Regions from separate parts of the Drosophila melanogaster genome. Here region 1 is linked to region 2. A link is a contact called in public Hi-C data. All regions are on one chromosome and are shown on one strand. The core of a region is the stretch at or near the end of the contact, and the rest is flanking DNA. Distances in the headings are between cores, read along the strand shown.

Region 1 (6,891 bases), core at 1,554-4,053, 220 kb after region 2:
GATTGTGGCAAAACGATTGCATAAATCGTATTTCTTTGCTGTTTTTGTAAGCTGAACCGTTAAAAGATTATTTATATTTTATAACATTTTAGGTTCTTTTGTTTTCAGTTTTTTTGTATAGTTTATCCATCAAAAATAATTCCTCGCGGTCATTTCAGATTTTACCTGAAGACCGTCCAATGTTGTTGTTGTAGTTTTAGTTTGCCAACGCTAATTGATTCGTTTTCGGCCCAGAGCATTTTCACAATTCAAGACTTTATTTTTCCAGCTTAGGGTCAAAATTAATTAAACGATTGAATGACATAGAAATTATAATCGCTTCACTACAAACCTTTAAACTTCGAAAAATGTGAAATATATTAAAGTTTAAACAAAACTAGCCGAAAAGTTATTTCATATACATATTCAAATTTAATGGTATACTGTTGTATTTAACATTTTTTAAATGTTGTTCAGGGTACTGCAGGTGACAGGGAAAAAATACGCGAAGCGCTTGTTAAAAATCCTCCTTTTTTACCATCCAAAAACTGGTTATAAAAGCTGAGAACCGCTTTGACAGGACATCATCAAAAGGATTTTTGAGCTACAACTTATATCGCCGGGGCTTCGCTTGCATTGCGGCGACAACGAGAGGTGTTAGCATATGAGAAATTGCGTCAACTAATTGTTCGCAGGGATCGCTCATACGCACCGTATTCCGGTACCAGTACCGGTTACGCTGCCGAACGTCAAAGTGAATGGTTTTTCCAGATGCGTTTCGCTCGGCCTGGCTACATTAATTGACACGTGATAATTTAATTAACGTGGCAACCCACAGGCCTGGCAACTAGAAAGATCCGAAAGCGTGTATATCGAAGATTCGGAGGAAGGATGCCGACCGGCTTCCACTAATTGGGTCAGCATCGGGGTTTGTCAAGGGGAAAAGCCGGGCCCGGCGTGTGTTCATCCATTGTTTCCCCATCGGCCCAGGGCCAACGGCCTCGTCCCCGATGAACGGAATGGAGTGGAGTGTCTCTTAATTACGGTGTACGCGTGTTGGCATAGAGGGATTTTCTTGTTAGCCTGTAACACCAACCAAAGACCCCGCAAATGCCCGTAAAACCCGAGGGCCACCACCACCACCACTCTCATTAACCATTTTGCATTGTTCGCCACAAAGTATGCAACAATAATTGACAACGCGCAAAGCGGAAACAAAACGCAAACTAAACAAAAAGGGAGCTTTGAAGCAAAGTCCTGGTTATTTGCCTCATTATTCAATGGAAAAATGCTGTTTATGATATTAATTATAATAGGGAACTTGTCTCTTGCCTCTTAGATTTTTTTTGTTCGACAATAGTTTTGTAATTAGGTAAGCTTTATTTGCTTTGATTTGGACATTCAGGAATAATAATGTTTACTTTATAGTAATGTGCCGTGTTTTAGAAAATATCAACTTTTTTTTTATTTATTTATTATTAATTATTTATTATTTAAAATATACCTAAGTAATTCATATCTTAAAATAAGACAGTATTGTATACATTTTTAGTTAAATATTTACTTTATGTATTATTTTATTTTATATCACCAAATTTATGTATATATTAACTACATATATGTCAGCAATTACATTTATTTGCAGATCCAACAGCCCAAAGAAGATAAGCAAATGCGATATATTTGGTACACTCAATTTACTTAGCAGGGCATTAAAATTAAACCTGATTTGCTCTTTGAACGGCTCAATTCGGTGATGTTGCAGTTGCCTGGGCCGCGATTTAATTACAAGGACCAAAGCGGCTCCTGCAGTGCCAATGGCAATATAAATGGCAATGTTGAAAGCGGAGCACTGGGCCCGCATCTAAGCGCATTAAGTATGCGCCGCGTGCGCCAATTAGATTGAGTCAGCTGCCTGGAATTACGGCCAGTATTGTGTGCAAACCTCCTTTGCCATCTTCTTTCACTTTTTTATTTTCGTCGTTTTCCATCCAATGCGCTTACAAACCAATTAACCTTTTGCAGTGCAATCGCTTCGGGTTTTATTATTAGCCGGAGCGAAAGGTGCGGATTTGCGAAGAAGCACTTATTTGTTCCATTTTGCGGTGATGACCACTTTAGACTGGCCCCTGCCGTGAGCTGGCCGTTAGCAAATCGATCGGATTGCTACAAATCTTCGGGCATCGTCGGTGATTAACTTGTGGTCAAATCATAAGCGATTCAATATCCTGGCAACCAATCCAGTTCCATTATCTATGCCCTTAATTATAGGTGAGCTGTAAGGCAAAGCTCCTTTAAACTTGGTTAAGTAATGGGCGTCTTAAGACTATAAATGTTAGCAAGTAATAGCACACATAAGCATTTTGACATTTTTCCGGAAGTAGTAATTAAAAAATGTATTTCTTATTAATAGTTAATAGAAAGTAATACAAGTGCTTTCTAAACAGACACCTCAAATTAATGCTAAAGTTCAAACATTACGACTGCCACACTTTGAAATGCCACGCCCACAATTTTTTAATTTTTCCTCATTTTATTCTTCAATATCTATCGATATCCCAAAAAAATTATGAAATTTCGCTTTCGTTCTACTGGCTGAGTAAAGGGTATCTGATAGATAGTCGGGGAAGTCGACTATAGCATTCTCTATTGATTTTTATTTAATTTTTTCAGTGTGGTGTGTGACCTGGCTAAATGAGGTGAGTGTGTAAGCCAACCGAGGAATGTGTATCAACTAAGTCGGAAGGTAATCGATAGTTCTGATAATTGTTGTCCTTATACCATCTCGATTCCAATGTAATTCTTGATATCGATAAATTTGCTGTCGTTGTTCTTTTCAAAGCTTTTATTATCCGAAAAGGTTAGTTTCTATTAAAATTGGTATTTAAAGTAACTTAAGGCAAATTAGCATAAATTACAATGAACAAGAGCGATGGAAACGAGAGCTTTGCTCTGGACAGTCTCCCGGAAAACATTCGTTACCCTTTCGGAAAACGAGAACTGGAAATCCTGGAGAAGCAACTAGATCGAATTGTTTTGATATACCAGGTGGATACCACATACCACAGTGCACTAAAGGACATAAAGGATCAGAAGATCATATCGCTGCTGGTGGAGCCCAGTTTTTACGGACGACATCACCCCACGTCTATTTTGGTGGTAGCCACGTGCAATGGAACGTACATTTTCGACATCAAGGCCCTTGGCTTGATATTTCTGGAACTGGCCAAGATTCTGGAGGCGGATCAGCCGCGCAAGGTAATCCACTACAGCCACCGGATCGCCGATCATCTGTTGCATAGGCAACGCATCTCGTTGGGAGGAATATTTGATACCTTTGTGGCTGTATGCCTGAGCAGCAACACAAGAATTCCGTACACCTTGCCAGAGGCTATATCTCTCGTCTTCGGACTACCCATGGAGAAGGTGACTGGAGGCTGTGAGTCGCAGCGTAACTTCACTGCTCGTCCACTGACCCACAGTCAAATGAGATACTTGGCCAAGTTGGTCCAGCTTCAACACATAATGCACGATCATTTGAATTATAGTCACATCTTTTGCGCCGAGGTTTATCGCATATCCTTAGAGTTCAGCCACAGCTACTACGGCTTACGGTCCTGCGACGTCGCCATAAACATGGCACCTGCCAGTAGCTTCGGGTTCCAACTCTTAGATTCATTCTGCAAAAAGGCCGACAAGGAACTCGAGCAGATCTAGGAGAGCACCAAATGGGTCGCAAGGTAAGGGATTAGTTTGGCAGGAATGTAATGTAATAGCTTCTGCTGATATGTGTCTCATATATGCATATATGAGGTCAAGCATGATAGGTCAAGGGACTTGCATGATATGCTCTCTTATTAAATGAAAATTTTTTTTCTTAAAAGTTCTCAAAAATCACGTTTTTTTATGAAACTAAAAGAATACAATATCTAAAGTGTAATCATTCGGCCACTTCATCGACTCTATATATTTATAAGAATATTCTTTTATACATAAATATCTTATAAGAAGTAGGTAAGATACCTAAAAAGAAAACCGTTGCTTACATACCCTTACAGTTTTACATTTTAGCTAATTTAAGACCCAAATGAAACATTTATTAAAAGAAGTCCCATGTAATACAAAAAAGATCAAACACAACGGAACTATATTTTATTTTTTATTATCCAATTACATTACATTACAAAAATATAATGACCCAATAATGATTTATTGTTCCCTTAAATTATATCGATATCGAAACGATAGAGGCCCGATCAATGAAGATCGATAGTCAAAAAACTGGTCACCTTAAAAGCAATGACTGATCAGCTGTCCAAAAAACCTAAATAATAAATAATTTGAATATTAATAAATAAATAAAGTTTTTAAGAAAATCTGGAGGAGCACAAATATTAGAAGAAAATTCAGAAAAACAAAGTCACTGTCAAAACACCATCAAATATGAACCGGACCCTGAAGATACAAATGAACAAATGATAAAGAATACAGAACATATTAAGGATAGATGTCAAAATTTCATAAAAACGGAAAATCCCACAGATTTATCTTATTCCCAGACTGGCTTATAAGAGGGTGAGCTTAAAAACAGGAAAAAAACGTTTACATTTCTAACGCTTCCATCTTGCAGTAATTATGTTAGATGTTAATGATCTGGTTAAGGAGGAGTTCGCCCTGGAGGATCCAAATGAGGAAGAGCACAATCAAAGAGACGAGGAAGAGATAAGCTATCAATTGGCTGGCCAGCCAAAAATGTGTTCTACGTGCTTGGAGGCTTTTCCCATCGACAACTTTTCATCTCACGCATGCTGGGACATCAATTGCGATCGATTCAGCTGCAAAATCTTCCCTCGAAAGTTTCGTTACAAGTCATTGCTTAAAGTGAGTAAGTTAAGGACTAGGTGACTTAGGATTGGTTTTAACATTCCTCTTAACCTCCATAGAAGCCACGTCAGACGGCAAAAGGGCGAGAGCATAGCGGAACTGGATTTAGCGAAACCCACAGACTCCAGGACCAAGCCCAACTTCGAGTTAAACTACTCACCCACTCCAAGGTGGAAGATATCTCGACGGAGAGCTGGGATGCTGAAGCTCAACGAAATGCGTGTGCATCAACAACGCCTGTGCCTCTATTGCCCCATTGCCTTCTCAAACGAATCGCACCTGGAGAAGCACCTGAGGGATCACCATGCTGAGCGCCTTTATACAAGCGAATTAATAACCCCAGATTTCGAGACTGATGGCTCAGAACGGATATGCGTCAAATTAAACGAGGATGTAGCCTTTAGCTATTTAGTTCTATACAATCACTTGCAAGATTTTATCAAGGGGTATTCTCAAATTTATTTTAGTAATTTAATTAAAATAACTAAGCTGTAACGTTAGCAATATAAACGTTATATATATATATTGTTATTGTTTATTTGCTTCGTTTTGTTAATTATACAAAATATTTTTCAAATTATTAAAATCGTATACCTTCATTTTCTATACTACAAATATCTGTAAATATTATAATAATTATCACGTTCCAAATATTCACGCTCCACCAGGTAGTCAAGTCTTTTCTTGATAAAACTCACTTGTGGCTTTACCCGATCTTTAAGCTCCTCATAAACGAGTGAAATTAATTCCGAATATTCCAGTTGCTTTTGACCTTTCATAATGCGCACTATTGCAGCATCCACTTGCTTGTCTCGCCGTATTTTCAATTCAATTTCGCTTTTCTCTTCAATCTTTCTCATTTTTCTGGGCAGGGGCTCATTGCAGAAGAGTCGGCGTTTCCGGTTTGTAAAGTCCATGTTTATTTCTATATAATTTACTTTATTTACTTCGATATAAACCAGAAACTTAATCTGTTTTAATGCCTAAAAGAAAAGAAAAAAAAATAATTTTATAGGTAAGTCAAGAGTAATGTCTATACATAACCTATTACTCACCTCTTGGAGGGTCTCCAGCTCGACTCCCAAAGCAGTCACCAATTCCTGCTCCGTAAATCGTTCATGCCGATTGAATAGCATCAGAACGGCCATTTGCAAAGTGCTTACCTCGAGAATATAGACCGACTGATTCAAATGACAGGTTATCTCACCAGAGGATAATTCGTTATTAAGTTGTATAATTGCCTTGCTTTGTAATTTTCTTGCTTCGTAAAAAATACGAAACTCCTTCCAAGCTTGCTGCAGTTCGTCGGGCAACGTGAGGTTAAAATTCTCAAAACTCCCATCATTTTTGAAGCATTTTGGACGAAAATCGAATCCTAACTTGATCCCCTTGCTATTCAAGTGATCTTGAAACTCTTTTTTTAGGGTTCTCAACTTATCTACATCTCTTAACTGCACATATATACATCTAGTTACAAAGTTTGCCATTTTTTTATTCAGAAGGGAATACATTATGGACTCAACGCCGTCCGAGGTGGATGTTTCATTGATTTGTCGAATCCGAAGTGCTTTCAAATACATGTCAATAAATTTGTACTCATCGCTTAAAAACTCCACGCATTTAACGATCCGTTTAAGTTCATCAATAATTGCTTCCTCGGACTCCTGCCTTTTGGTCATAAGTTCGTTGGCATATGTGACAAGCAGACGGGTGGGGTCAATTATCTGGCCCTTTCTATTAATTTCTTCTTTGCACACCGCATCCACGACTTCCGCCAATTTTGTGTGGTCCCGCAATGCTCGCTGCAAAGGACCGCGACAAAGTCCCAAGAAGGCTTGGATATAATCCTTGCCTGACAGCCTCGTCTCCTGCAGCCTCGCAGCGAGGTATCTTTTTAGTATTGCCTTAAATTGTGTCCCATTCTCAATTTCTGGCATGGCTAGGCATGCGTACCTAAGGAAATGCTTGAAATCCTTGTAGTCATTGGATACGACGATCTTTTGGAATTCGTGCAACGTCGTTGACTTG
Region 2 (7,197 bases), core at 2,885-5,384:
ACTGCCGGCCACCATGAACGTGGAGAGCGGTGCGCATCGCGAATCGGCAACTTCCTGGATACAATCGGTGAGCGCCAGCACAAAGTTCAGCTTGGACAATGTCTCGTTGTGCTCGCGATCCATCAGCGTCTCTTCGGACAGTTCTGGGGCCTGGAATGCATGTGGTTCCCCACCGCCGCCGGCTCCTGTGTCCAGCAGACTATGTAGGCCACCAGTGGCCCCCAGTTCGGGCAGCGTAAAAGCTCGCGGTCCCAGCATGTGATGCTGATTGTTGTTCTCCGATCCACTGCCCGCCGAACCAATCGAGCCCAATGATCCCGGCGCCACCAGCATTGTTGGACTGCCCAAAGTGGGCAATTTGGTAAGCGCAGCGGATGGCAGAACTGGCGAGCTATTGCCGCTTCGACGCAACGGCGATTGCGAGTGTCCTGGCGACACCTGCCAGGTGCTCGGTGCATGCGGCGGCGGTGTCTCCGACAGCGATCCACCAGAGGCAGAACGCATACGTGTAGGCGGCGTTCCAATGGCAAACTGCACCGCCGGCGGTGAGATCGAGTTAATGTCACTGCTCACACTGCTCTTGCGCTGATCCGGTCGCGGTTGCTTTACGCTAATTGGCTGCGATCGGGGTATCTGCTGGCCACCCAGTGTGGCTACCGTTAACGGCCCGGGCCTGGCCACCTGCCGCCGAGCGGGAGCCGGTACTGGTTTGGGTTCAGAGATGGGCAGACTGCTGGGACGTGGCGGACTGGATTGATTTTGTTGCTGCTGTGGACGTTGGCCACCGGAAGCGGGCTGGGCTTGGACTTGGGCCAGACCCTGTCGCTGGTCCTCCGGAAGGTTCTTTGGCACCAGCACAAAGTCATCGGAGTCCTCGTGGGAGCTGCAAGAACCGCTGTTGTTCTCACTGTCGCACAGGACACCTACGTTGGTGATGGTGGCACAAATGGCCGGATTGGCCACCACGGACACTAAAAATATAAAATAAGGAGCGATCATTTATGTGGTTTCCTATTATTCATTTTCAATGATTAATTGATTTTGCTGTAAACAATTAATCAAAGCACAGCTTAACTAATTTGAGTAACGTTTTAAATGCTTAATATGGCACACTTTTTCGTTTTATTAAACATCTTTTGAAATTAACACAATGTTGGTAAATAAAGCTATAGTGCTAATTTCTTTGATTCCTCAAAGAGTTATCACCTGCTTTCAAGTTAAGTGAGTTTTTGTTGAAACGATGTCGGTTTGAGATTTTCAGAAAGCTTTTAATTGGCAAATGTTTGTGCTCAGAAATACCAGATTGGGGACCCTGCTTGAAACACCTACCCGTGTTCTCGTCCTCCTGGGCCTCCTGCTCCTCGCGCTCCTTCTGCTGTTGCTCGGCCAGCTTGACCAGCTTCAGTTCCTGCTCCAGCTGCTGCTGCAAGGGGCTCTTGGCCTTGGCAGGTGGTGTTCCGCCAAGCGGTGGCATGTCAACTGGAAGAACACCACTCTTAGAGACTCGTCGTCGCAGGTTGGCTGCTTGACTAGGCTCACCTGGCGACACGGCCGCCTTCTTGCCCTGAAGGAAGCGGTGAACAAAGAAGCTCTCGTACGAGATGCGATCCTTGGAGTTGCGGCGCAGCAGGCACAGCAGCAGATCCCTCAGATCCGGTGACACGCCACTTGGAATTCTTCGAAATAAGAGCGTTAAATATCCTTCTTCGGTTTTTGTAATTATAAGGTATCTTACTTTGGTGCCAGGTTAGCATTCTGCTCGTAGTAGGACTTCAGTTCGTTGGGCGTTTGTGCATAGAATGGCGCCTTGCCAGTCAAACACTGGTAGACAATCGTTCCCAGCGACCAGAGATCCGCCTTGGAGTCGTACTGCAGCGACATGATCACCTCGGGCGCCTTTGGAAATTAAATATACCATAATATACTTTATATTTCGAATTTTGGTAGTTTTTAATTACCATATACATGGGAGAGCCGCACAGAGTGGCTGCCATGGCGCCCTCGTTCAGGAATCGCGCAAACCCAAAATCCGCTGTAATACAGAAAAGTTGCAGGCAGTATAAGTAACAAGTAGCAGGGAAAGTATTTGACTACATGAAGATTTCGTAGTAATAACCACTTTTTTAAGTAACAACTTTCAAAAGAGTTAACAGATTTTGTTTTTTAGATTTTACAAGATTACAAAACTTACCAATTTTCAGGGTTATTTTCGATGGAGCTGGCAATGTTTTGCCATAATTGTGCGATAGCAAAATGTTTTGTGGCTTGAGATCACGATGCACAATTCCTTTGGTATAAAGTGCTTTCATAGCACCAGCTAGAATTGGGGAAATGGAAATAATGGTATACTTTAACTTCCGATCTTCTGATATTTAATTATAATACATTTCGTTGTTCTAAAGTAATATTAATGTTACAATTTATATTGATCTTTGACAATTATTAGTTAGGGCTACCCCTTATATAGGATTTTCGAATCTCACCTAGTTGCACGAGGAAGAGTCTAACGGTATCCTCGCTGAGCGTCCCCTTGACACTCAGATAATCCGCCAAGTCGCCGCCATTGCAATACTGTAAAGAGAAAGGATGAAGAGCGTGAGTGGAGCTGATTGGGAAATTAAATTAAGAGAGACCCCCACGAGTCAAGAGTTCAGCGCGCATATAAATCTTCTGGGACCCCAAAAGACCTCAAAAGCAGAATGCAACCCATGCAAACGAATTAAGTCCAATCAGTGCGAAAATGAAAGAGTCCCGAGATTTGATTCAGTCGGTCTTTCCATCTTTTAGCTTCCAGCTGCTCGCTCGACTTTTGTGCAAATCCCAGTCAATCATAGAAAACGGCAAGGTCAAAGCGAATATGATTTATGGCAATTTTCTGAATCAAGAACTGGAATTAGGGAAATATGTTTATGGATCAGCCCAGACAGCCAGCTGCTTTTCTTTTGTCGTTTGCCCAACAAAGGTTCTGTTCCGGTTTATGTCAGCAGATGCGGAGAAAGAGTTGGGGTAAAAATAAGCTATAGAATATTGAATATGCTAGGGGAATTTACACTTGGAATTTTAAATACACTTCCATGTAATCTTTAATCTTTGAAGTAAAGCACCAGTTAGGTTTTTTAAAAATGCCCGTTCACTGCAGTGATTTTTCCATACTCATTTGAGAATAATTAATAATTTTCTCTTTTAATATATAATATAATATAATATTATAATAATAAGCCATTGATAAAGTATATGATAGTGAATGCTAAACAAAAGGCAACAAAATGTTCAAATAAAATATAAACCTCTAAGCATTCGAAAACAGCAAAAAGGAATATCAGTTATCATGAAGAAGTTTTTGAAAAACTTGAAAATGAAAATAGAATATCCCGATATGGGAGAACTTTGTAAGCAGCCCTCGCTAAAATGTAAATGAAGAGAACGAACCCCTGTCTCTCCAAAATGCCGTTATATTTTTGGCCTGAGCAAGTTGCCTAAAAGGATTTGCGATTTTTGACCTTGAGGCCGCCAATCGAAGACATGACTATAGAATTCCACACGAACACAACCACCAAAAACCAACAAAAGTAATGTGCGCGGCGAACATTTTTATCCGCTTTTATGGATTTTTTGTTTTTCATGAGAAAATATATGGACCACTTACAGTTTAATGAGCAAACAAAGCAACATTAGGCAATTAAACAGCCAATTTGAAATGACAAAAGATTTCACTGCACTCGCTTTTTGTGAAATCGCTAAAATCGCCGAAGAGAAGCGAAGAGCGAAGAACATTAAACAAAAAGTCATTGACATGTAAAGTACATAAACATAAACATAAAAGTAAAAGTTTGAAGGAAATGGTGGAATACTCGCAACGAAGAGGGTTTTTCTTCCTCTGGGGCTTTTTAACAATTTCTAAATTATATGCAATGCCATTTCCCGGCAACAAGTGCCCATGAGTCAGCGATTTATTGAAAAATGCACTTGCGTAATTAATGGGCTTCTCTGTTTTTTCTTTCTTTTTTAAATATTATTTTGAAGAATCAAGTGTGAAGAGAGCGATTCGAAAGCTAAGAGAAGACTCTCTTCAGCCGCTCTATTTCAACTTACTCAATTTTTAAGCTCGCAACTTCTGCGGTTCCGTTCGCAGCTCATTCTCAAATCGACGGTGGCATGAGTCGCACGTTATCGCGCGACAACAAAAAGCCAAGTTAGCAAATCATTAAGTATAATTTAAACGCGATACTCCTCCATTCAGTAGAATTCGATGAGAAAACTCTCTAGTGTAATACCCAATTTAGTACATATATTATCGAGAAAAACGACGACGCGTGTCATTCGAAGTAAGCGCAGTGGACTAAAGGTCAACATATTCTAGGCGATAAAAAGAACGCTGCTGCTATACATTGTTCATCGCAATCACAACACAAAGACCTAGAAACGGGATTAAAACAAGAGTTTAACTTAGCACTCGGTGAAACAAATATTCAAACAAACTTTTCACTCAAATCACGTCCAATTTAATCGCTATGATTCAGCCAGCCAAGTGTTTCACATTTTTCCAGCAAATTATGTAAATAAACTGTGAAAGCTTCCCTTTTTTCATATCAAAAGGCGGGCCGACCGACTTATAAGTCAAGTCCAAAGCAAAGTTCATTACGATCGGCGTTAATTCTAATCAGACAAGTGTGTAATTAATTTTATTAATATTACAAGCCGTCCTAAAGATTTCTTTGTACTTCCAAATCTGCTGCTTAAGTTATTATGTTGAAAATATGGCAATTGAAATTTTAATTTCTAATGTGATGTAATGCTTATTAATTAAGATAGGATTACCCAAACCGATTAGCCTTTATTTACGGTGCTTAAAGTGTGAGTTTGCTCTTTCTGTTTTCATTGAAAACATGAATTCCATAATTGTTACTATTGATAATAATCGATTAGTAAGTCAGAAGTTGGTTAAAAGCTAAGCAGAAATCGCGAGGGTATGAGACAAAGCAATTAAATATTAAAAACTGATAAGATAACCACGGCTAAACATTAAACTTAACATGAGAGAGTTTGGAAGAGAGAGTGAGAGTAAAGAAAAAGAGATAATATTTGCCGCTCTTCGAAGCTCTCACACACACACCTGTTCAGTCAGTCGAACGGAATGGGAATTGTTGGCGAATTTTTGCTCATTCGAGAATCGGCAGCGAGTGGAAAAGTTTGTGCGAGCGGAGTGAAAAATAATTATTTTACTTTTGCCAAAAGTAAGCCGGCAAATGTAAATGGACATTAATCAACTTTGAAGCTGTAATTTCAAAGCAAAACAGATGAATATTAAAAGTGCAAAGTGAAACGAGAATAGCGGTGCAAAAATAGGCCCCTAACACCTAATAAAATCTATTTTCAGCTTGAAAATTTTCACATCAAGTTTGGCAAAAACGACGAAAATGCTATGAAAACCCTGAGATAAACACAAATACAAACAACACGACGCCTTGAAGACGCAGTGAAAACAAAGCTAAACAAATATCAGTAAACAAATAATTCATAATAATGCACGTGTACTACAAGTTTGGATTACTGCTGATATTTTTGCTAAGCGTGAGGTAAAAATCAAGTTGTAATAAATATTTACAGATCTCGATATGTGGAGAAATCACATTTGTTATTCTTATGGGGCTGGAAAATAAGTAATCCATTTATTTATAGAAATCAGTAGACCCTTTCCTAAAAACGAAAAACAGGGAAGACACGGGGCAAAGTTTCCGTTTAGCAACATTCGCAGTGATTAATTCACTAAAAACGAAATAACGACAGGTGAACCAGGGTAACGGGACTTTGACCCGCCCACAACTGAGATATCAATGCCAAATGGAATACTCACGCATGGGGTTATAAAAAAAAAACAGCAACATTTTATTGATAGTCCACGGCAACCGCTCTTAATTGCCGCCTTTAATATATATATAAGGTGCACGAATTTACACTCTACTTAATCATATCGCATAATCTGGTTCTGATAAAAATAATAACAATTCCCCGGTTGTCCGATAATTTATACCGTTATTGCTTATCAAATTGTTTGCTCAGCGTTTTGAATTTCTCAACCAATATCTCAAGCAATATTGCAAATGACATAGAAATTTATAACTGTCTCGATTTTCAGATTTTTCTTTTAATTTACAACTGAAACGAGGTTTAGACATTATCGATTATGTATAAATATTCTATATTCTTGCCCTAAAAAAAATCTTTTTAAATACTTCTGAGTTTTAAAACCTAAGATAAAATTCTTTAATCGTTCTTTGCATGTTAGTACTAGTATAATTTTCCCAGTGCACATAAGCCCATTTCTCTATTGATTTTTGGGCCTTTTTAAACCTTTTCAGCCACTCGAAATCAAATGTCAAAGTAGAGTGCTTTTAAGTGCGACGCTTCCAATTTTAGTCACTTCATTCAAGTAGTCAAGGGAATTACGTCGACTAGGTCGTCATGCTTAGTAACAGTTTAGAGATCTTTCGTAATACCCATTAACTTCGGCGAGCAGCTGAAGCTTGAAGGCAATTCGTAACGTTCGATAAATATATCTTTATTATCCGGTAGGACTATATACCAATTAATAGCTACATATCAGCACTTGCGGTTCAAGTACTCGACTCTATAAAGTCGTTCATTCTGTTCATTTTGGCACTTTTAAGGATTGACAAGGCTCCTCAGCAGCATTCATTGAAACTTCACTCAAAAGTCACGCAATTGAAGAGAACTCTACATGGCAGTCAAAAGACTCACTTGAACTACTCTACTAGCCAATTTACACCTTTTTTTCTAAAAGTAAATACAACCCACTAGAACTGAAGTCGCCGAATGCACGGATAACGAACGATTTAGAATCAGACAAAAAAAAAAATGAAGAGGGGTCACAAATGACAGCAAAAAAATAAAATAAATCTGAAAAAAGTGAGAGTAAACGAAATCGTAAACTAAAACCGGTCGAGTTGTCTCTTTTGCCATGAAGTAAACTGGTTTCATCTGTGCTTTTTACTGAGTAGCTACAGTACGTTTCGAAAATGTAAGGTCAGTTAACAGAAACAAATAAACAACTTTACAGACAATAAAAGTGCTTGAGTTACAATAAAAGAAATGTGTGCTTTCTTTATTTTCTTTAGCTTGAAAGTATATCTATTTGATTTTACTTTATTCTTAAAAAACGAAAGGCAAAATATATTT

What was found. Hi-C and Micro-C count contacts between places; a contact is called where the count stands out from the background.
Region 1: a Hi-C map of the Kc167 cell line shows a contact between it and region 2, with 2.3 times the contacts expected there. A contact is called at or near these places in 11 of 107 Hi-C or Micro-C datasets (the Clone 8 cell line, the Kc167 cell line, the ML-DmBG3-c2 cell line and 4 more) and 2 of 7 datasets of targeted methods (both in the Kc167 cell line).

The regions. Positions count from the first base shown.
Region 1 is chr3L:13,004,014-13,010,904 of dm6, forward strand. CG11263 reads left to right here and starts at 2,804. Exons shown (of 1, transcript NM_140361.2): 1 at 2,804-3,868. The coding sequence starts at 2,899. The coding sequence ends at 3,696. It overlaps Cul6 (Cullin 6), which reads right to left. Exons shown (of 2, transcript NM_140363.3): 1 at 5,919-6,891; 2 at 5,386-5,846. The coding sequence ends at 5,472. It also overlaps the pseudogene CR14117.
Region 2 is chr3L:12,786,058-12,793,254 of dm6, forward strand. CG42709 reads left to right here and starts at 4,135. Exons shown (of 8, transcript NM_140343.4): 1 at 4,135-4,325; 2 at 5,378-5,576. The coding sequence starts at 5,524. It overlaps Atg1 (Autophagy-related 1), which reads right to left. Exons shown (of 12, transcript NM_140344.3): 3 at 2,484-2,571; 4 at 2,192-2,317; 5 at 1,959-2,032; 6 at 1,736-1,896; 7 at 1,540-1,676; 8 at 1,330-1,479; 9 at 1-971.